2 separate regions of the Rattus norvegicus genome follow, and region 2 is linked to region 1. The links are chromatin contacts, called in public Hi-C maps. All regions are on one chromosome and are shown on one strand. Each heading gives the region's core, a stretch centred on a gene start, on an enhancer-like site or on the middle of the called end of the contact. The rest is flanking DNA. Distances are from core to core; before and after follow the strand shown.

Region 1 (3,590 bases), core at 570-3,069:
ATTTACATATTCAATTACACAGGATAATTTTTAATGACAAATGGCCCAGGCCAGGTTGACGATAACTTGCGCTAGCTGACCCTATACTGACAGACTCAGGGAAGGCATTATTATGGTTGCATCCTCTTACAGCTGCTCTGCTTTCTCTCACAGTTCTAAAACTCCTGGCAATTGCGATCCTACTTTCCCCAACTCCCTTCCAGTCTGCCCCCAGCATAGCCCGACCTTGCCCTCCACCCTCACCCACTCACTCCCGTGTCTCTATGATCAGAACAGCCAACCACAACAACGCTTCAACTGGCAGGAAACAGTCTTCACACTCTTGGGATTTCCTATTATGTGATGTGCAACCTTTTCCAGAAACAATCGAATCTAAAAATAGAAACTGCCTGGATTCACCTTCATCTCAGCACAATGACTCCATGGCTGCTGTAACTGGCCTTGAAGCAGTGCCAGGCCCTTTGAAATACAGACTCATCAGTGTAAATGAAGGAAGCACTTCCAGGGACTCCTGAGCTTGCTGGCGAGCTAGGGGAGGCTGCTGTTTACTTATTCCCCATTCTTTGTTATTTTGTTGACTTTTGCCAGGAAAGCCTGGGTAGGAGGAAGGAAAGCAAGAAGAAGTAAGTGGAGGAGCTCAGAGGGGTGAAGAAGATTAGCAAGCAGGATTGGTGACTCCTAGACTAGACTCCAGAGGTATTAGGTGAGTTTTTGGAGGCTGTGTTTGAACTGGAGAAGAGAGGGAAGGAAAAGCAGATTGAAACAGGATTTTCAGCGGCCCACATAGCTGGAGTGTCTGGGCTTTCACAGCTGGTTCATGGCTTCCGGAAATGGAGAAGGAAGGAGAGTCAGTTTTAACGTCACCACCAGGGTCAGCAGTTACTGTTTCTCTCTCACAATCCCCTGAGTTCTCATTCTCTTCTGTGTGGAGGAGGAGACTGAGGAAGGGACAAAAGACTAGAGAGGAAGGAAGCATCTGCCTGAGACAAGAAAAGAAGGGGTGGTTAATCGGACACGGCCCCTCAATAAAGACCGGGATCCCACTGGTATGTGTGACCCTGGGAGAGAAACTGGGAGTTTTCAACAGTGATGCTAAAAGCCACGACCTGGGGATTCAAAAGCAAATAGAAAAGAGACAAGACCCAGGAGACCGGAGCTTGAAGTTCCCGTAGGAGAAACAAGCTGAATATAAGGTCTTCCCAGGCTCGACTCCGAGGTAAACAGCCTGTGTCCTGAGCCCAGTCCTTCCCACCACCAAGCTGGGTGACTTGGAAGTCCTTGTTTCCTTTCCCTGGGCTGTGACCCATTTCATAAGGTAGTGGCGAGGGTTACACGAGGTGGGAACGAACATCTCTATCTCCTTCGTTGTGTTCAGGGGCTCTGTGGGTAGAGCCGAGACTCACCCAGAAAGATGTGGTTGGTAGAAATTAACTTTCACAAGAAGCCGGGCCTGGATGGAGAAAGAAGACAAATTAAAAGAAAAATGGCAATGGGGAGGGAACCAGGTGCTTGTATACATGGTGCCTTGGGTACTCAAGGGGACGTGGGAAATTTCTCTCTGAACAAGCACCCGGTAAATACAGAAGATCAATAAAACCAAATTACTACTGCTCTGCAGCCACCAAAGAAGCAATGAAGGTAAACAGTGACCATTATATCAATATATAAGTTATTGCCTTTCCGCCCTAAGTCCACCCTTTCAGTACCTGTTCGGAGGTCATTCATTGAACGAACTCCAAACACTTCTTCCCATTGCGCATGATCTGACACTTCATCAGTAGAGGGCACTAAAGAGACACAGCAACAAGGGGCTTTCCTCTTGGTTTTACTCCTGGTGTCTGACCTCCAGCAGTGCTCTTGTAGGTTCCTCAGCCATGCCCTGTGCCATCAAGATCCCTACTGTGTACGGTCCTTCTCCCAGATTCTCTGCCTGAACTCAGGGACCCCTTTGCCTTTGCTCTCATGAAGTACAAGTTTCACACGTACAGTGGAGTCCGACCTCCTACCCACTTTCCACCTATGGCTGGACTTTGTTTTTTAAAGCCCTCCAAGTGTGAATGCTTCACACGAGGCCTTACACTTCCTATTGTGTATGGTAAGTAAACAGCCTTAGCCTCAGCTTACCTGTGCCTTTTGGGCCCTTCCCTTCTTGCATGGCAACTATGAACGTATGGACGGGCACCTGCCAGATAGCCTAGTGTCCCCAACTACTGGCTAGTGTGCCTCAAGCCTTCCTCTTCAACAATGTCAGAAGCCCAGCCTTAGGGGGAGCCCCTATTTCAGGGTTGTTTTTCTTTGATATTCTCCCTCAGATATAGGGTGGCCTTTAGAGGCAACTTTACATCTCCACAGCTATTATTTTAATAATTCTGTATGTTCAAATTTCTGTTATTTAAATTACTGATTAGTTTTCTGTTTCCCAAAGTCAGCCATGACACAGGTATGTGTTGGGGGATAGTGGTTGGGCTAACTTCACAGAGAGACAAAGAAATCACCTGGTCTTGCTGGAGATCTATAACAAAGAACATAGCAGTTCAAGTGTTCTTGACAAAATATCAAGCGTGGTTGCTGCCAAGACTTGGATCTAACCAAACATTTGGGAGGAGAGAAACATGTTCAATGATACCATTCGATATGATCACAAGATCAAGGCTTAAGAAAACTTCATAGGAAAAACAATCAGAATTCTCGAGTGACAGAGGGAAGAACCTGCCTGTCATCTGTCTAGAGAGTTACTCTGTCCATCTGTCTACCTATCGATTGTCTGTCTGTGGATTTTTATCCAATCAGAACTAAGGTTTGTCTGTCTATGAGTTTTTATCCAATCAGAACTAAGGACTTCATTGCACACTGATTCCAGAAAAAAAAGTTGAGGCAAATGAATATAACTGTCGGGATATTTGATAATACTAATTATCTTTTTAAAAAAGAAATAGTGAAGGAAATATGAATGCTAGATATTTGTGGACATTATGAAAAGTCTCTTTATGTTTATGTGTGAGTGGTATGGGGGAATTTTCTTCAAAGTAATAGTTGTATGGGATACAGGAGTATGGGGGACTGTATTGTGCAGGACTTGATAATATTGAAGCTAGTGATGAATACACGTGTTCATTAAAACATTTTTTTTCCCATTAGAGGTAGCGTCTCATTGTATAACCCAGGCTGGCTCGCTGTGTGGCCCAGTCTACTTCAGTCTTCTGAGCACCCCCATTTTTTAGCTTCATTTAAAAAAATCTGCAAACTTAAGAGAAAAGGCAACATACCTGAAAAATAATGAGTGAGAAAAGTGCGCATGCCCCAACTCATGTGACATCATCCATTCACAGGCAGGATACGCATGGAAACATGGTTCTTGTCACTGGTGCTACCACACCGACAGTCCACCATAAGTTTTCAAAATGTAGAACAGACATGCACTAGTGTAAACCCCATTGTTCTGGTTCCAGATAGCTATTATGGAGAAATTGTCACATACGTCAGCTAAAACCTGCGTTTATTCAAGCAATCTGTTTAGTAACCAAATCCTAGGGGCCGAGCAAATGTTGGCCAGTGGAGAAGGGGCTAAGAGGAAAAGGTAAACAAACACG
Region 2 (3,590 bases), core at 787-3,286, 200 kb after region 1:
TCCCACGCAGCTGACCATTGTTAGATTAGTTGGACTACAGACTGTAAGCCATCACAATGAATTCCCTCAATATAGAGAGACATTCCATAAGTTCTGTGACTCTAGAGAACTCTGACTAATACAATTGTCTTCAGAATTGAACTGGGTAAACTAATTTGATTTTAAAAATAATTCAAGAAGTTAGAATCATATAATACTAAATCTCATTTTAAGGTTTTATTGTATGGGGCTGGGAAGATTATTCAGTTCTCAGAAGTTAAAATTACTTGCTGTTCTCACAGGGACCAGAGTTTAGTTTCTAGCCTCCTCATGGTAACTCACAACCACCACTTGTAACTCCAAGCTTCAGGAGATACAATGCCTTCCTCTGGAGATTGCACACACTGTTCTCACATGCACATACCAATACACAAGCACACAAATATACACACAATTTTAAAATATTAAAAAGCAGGTGAAAAGAAAAGAGGATTCATACCACGGAAATAAGCAAAACATATATACCAGAGAACCCATGGCTACGTCCACTCCACCTTTAGCAACCCATCTTGCTGTTTATAATATACCAGAAAGAACATCTCTGGATTTATTATGTTTCAGATAAATACAAAAATAAAAGTGTTTTTAAAGAACCCAGTTGTAAGTACATAGCTTATAATTAGAATTTAATGAAGTTAGTAAAATTCTTATCAAAAGCCCTTCCTTCCTCCTAAGAGTATGAGAGGGGTGTTATTGCCCAACTCTTTGACTGTGGATCTGAGGTTAAGGCTAAATTTCATAAATCTTAAACTGTATGAAAATACAAATCAAAGTAGCACAAAAACATCATGTCACATTCATTAGTATGTCTGAGATCACGTTGACAAGAATGTGCAGAAATGAGACCTTTATATATTCCTAATGGGTTATAAAATCATGCACCCGCTTTAGAAAACAGTTTCTCAGTTCTTCAAAATATTAATCAGAAAGCTGCATATGATCTCACAATTCTCCTAAAATATAGTGGAGATTATTAAAAATAACTCGTCTTTATAAAAGCCTAAGAATAAATGTTCTTAAGTATAAATGTTATTCATAAAGTTAGAATTGAGATAGCCCAAATATTGAACATGTGTTGAATAAAGAAAATTTTATATACAAGGAGATATTATCTATCGAGTCTACAAAAAATTATATTAGCTGGGTATAGTAACACATGCTTGTCATATGAGTACTTGGAATGTTGAGGCAGAAGGATTATAGTTTTAGGCTACTATGTACTACACAGCAAATCAAAGGTCCTTCTGTATAGTTCTGGGTTAGCTTGGGCTATTATGGTGGTTGGTATATGCTCAGCCCAAGGAGTGGCACAACTAGAAGGTGTAGCCTTGTTGGAGTAGGTGTGTGGGCTATAAGACCCTCACCCTAGCTGCCGGAAAGTCAGTCTGTCACTAGCATCCTTCAGAAGATGTTGAACTCTCAGCTGGTTGAATGAGATAGAAGCCTTTCTGGTGAAGTGGGCCTTCCTGTCCCTGGAGGAGCATAGCCCAGAGAAGAAGACATTAGGTAACTTTTAAAATCACCCAGGTGACTCATTAATGACAACTTGCATTGTGTTTGACAATGTGCTTTCTTTCTTTCCACACCCACTGATAGCTGAGTGCCACCTTTTACAGGACAGCCACTCACTGAGCTAATATATATCCATTCATTCCTTTACTCACTTAACAATTAATAACTGAGCTATAAAGTATGTGTCTGGCCCCATACTAGTATAGGTGACTCAGGACAGTGCAGAAAGAAGCCTGGGTCTTATCCTTCACAAGGCGCACATTAATCAAGTTAAACAGATGACTGTAAAATTATCACAAAGGGACTGGCCCACTTCACCCAAAAGACATCTATCTATCCCATTCAACCAGCTACTGATGTGGGAAATTTTCTTTCCTCTCATTCATAGTCAGAGATCAAAGTTAAGGGTACAGATGTATTTCCTCAGCTAGATAGATAAAAATACACTAGTCCAAGAGTCAACAAAGCTGGACTTTAGTCTTGCCTTGGCTTTGGATGTGGGAATAGGACAGGAAGGGAAGTGGGGTAAGAGTGCAGCCTTCTCAGCGTTCAGAGATACAGAGAAGTGGAGCATAAGCCACTGACAAGTCAGATAAGGCGCTTACAGCCTGAACCTCGTCATAATTCTCCTGCCATCAAGTCTACCTTCTTTTGGCCCCATTTGCTCTCTGCTCTGAGGTTGAAAGATCATAAGTCACATGGGCAGGTTAGGAACATCTCAGCAACCAGTGACCGTTGGCTCTCCCAGTGGTGTTTCCCTCTGTAGTGTGGAGGTGTAGTTTATTGTCTTCTGTGAACTACTTTCATTTCATTTCCTGGGCTGCTACCATAGTTTTCAACAGTCTTAACTGCTAGCTCATGTTCACCTTTTGAACTAGCCTAGTTCCCAAGATCCTATATTGTATGTATATTTTATCTTTAAACTTTATTTTTTTTCCTTTGAGACAGGGTCACAGGCTAGCCATCAACTCTCACCAATTCTATATAAAGTCAAGAAAAACCTGAAGCTTCAGGTTCTCCTTCTCTTCCTGAGTGCTAGGATTACAGGAATAAACCATAATATCTGGTGAATACAATGCTGAGGACTGAAACCAGGGCTTCATGAATAGTAGGCTAGCAGGTGAACCAGCAGTGAGCTACATCCCCTGAAGTGTATTAAAGTTGCTAAACATACAGTTTTATGAAGTGGAGTGTTATAAAATCGGCGTGTATATGACACATACAGATTAAGCTGTATTTACATATAATAAATGTTATAACTTTATTATATGTAAAATAAGCCTTAACAGTATTTCCAATCCCCACTCCTCCTTGAAGAATACTTCTTTCTAAGCCTGATATGGGGGCCCTCAAGAGGCAGGTGGATTAATTGTGAGTTCTAGTGCACCCTGGGCTGCAGAGTGAAGCCCTGCCTTAAGAAAATGAAAAAAGAAATCTCTTCTTGTTTTCTTTATGTATTTATCACTTATCTAATTATCTCTTTTTTTTAAAGGTTGGCTTTGCACCTTTTGGTTCTAGATTCCATTTAAGACTCTTATGTATTATTGCCTATAGGCGTAATGTGTCAATATTGCTTATATGTTTTACCTAGAGATTGAACATCTCACAATTTGCTTATATATTCCACTGTTGGGGCTATGAGGGTTGCTTCCAGTTTTAAATCAGCACCAATATCATTTTAAAATGCATTCTTTAGGCCCCTTGTGTTGGGGGGAGGGGTTTTGGTGCCCTTTCTTTCTTAATTGTAGTGCCTCTTGAACATTTTCTGACAATTCTTTACTTCCCATCAGAATGAGTTCACTCTTTCTGCATTACGAACCATTTGAGTAAATATAATGGTTTGAAACAATAAACATTTATTATCTCACACACCCACTTGTGTAGGTCAGGAATTCGGGAGTGCCTTATCTGAGTGGTTCTGGCTTAGTCTTTCATGAAGTCGCAGTCACTGTGTCTGCCAGGCTGCAGTCATCTGAAGCCTTATCTGCTGCCAAAAGATTCACACTTGGGGAGCACATGAACATGCCTGTAAGTTAATG

Evidence for each region. Hi-C and Micro-C count contacts between places; a contact is called where the count stands out from the background.
Region 2: a contact with region 1 is called in a Hi-C map of liver, with 3 times the contacts expected there. The contact joins two enhancer-like sites. A contact is called at or near these places in 5 of 12 Hi-C or Micro-C datasets (the A7r5 cell line, Schwann cells, kidney and 2 more).

What each region holds. Positions count from the first base shown.
Region 1 is chr2:144,546,077-144,549,666 of GRCr8, forward strand. All of the region lies in intron 1 of Rpl12-ps2 (ribosomal protein L12, pseudogene 2), which reads right to left. All of the region lies in intron 1 of LOC120100827 (a long non-coding RNA gene), which reads left to right. Among named protein-coding and RNA genes, the nearest start is that of Kmt5al1, 110 kb to the left of the region's middle. Within about 2 kb of position 1,820, at least 6 of the 93 cell types and tissues checked have an H3K27ac peak or open chromatin away from gene starts, as enhancers often do. A contact at or near this core is called in liver, where this site is marked.
Region 2 is chr2:144,742,330-144,745,919 of GRCr8, forward strand. The region is part of intron 1 of Rpl12-ps2 (ribosomal protein L12, pseudogene 2); the gene reads right to left. Among named protein-coding and RNA genes, the nearest start is that of Rpl12-ps2, 43 kb to the right of the region's middle. Within about 2 kb of position 2,037, at least 4 of the 93 cell types and tissues checked have an H3K27ac peak or open chromatin away from gene starts, as enhancers often do. A contact at or near this core is called in liver, where this site is marked.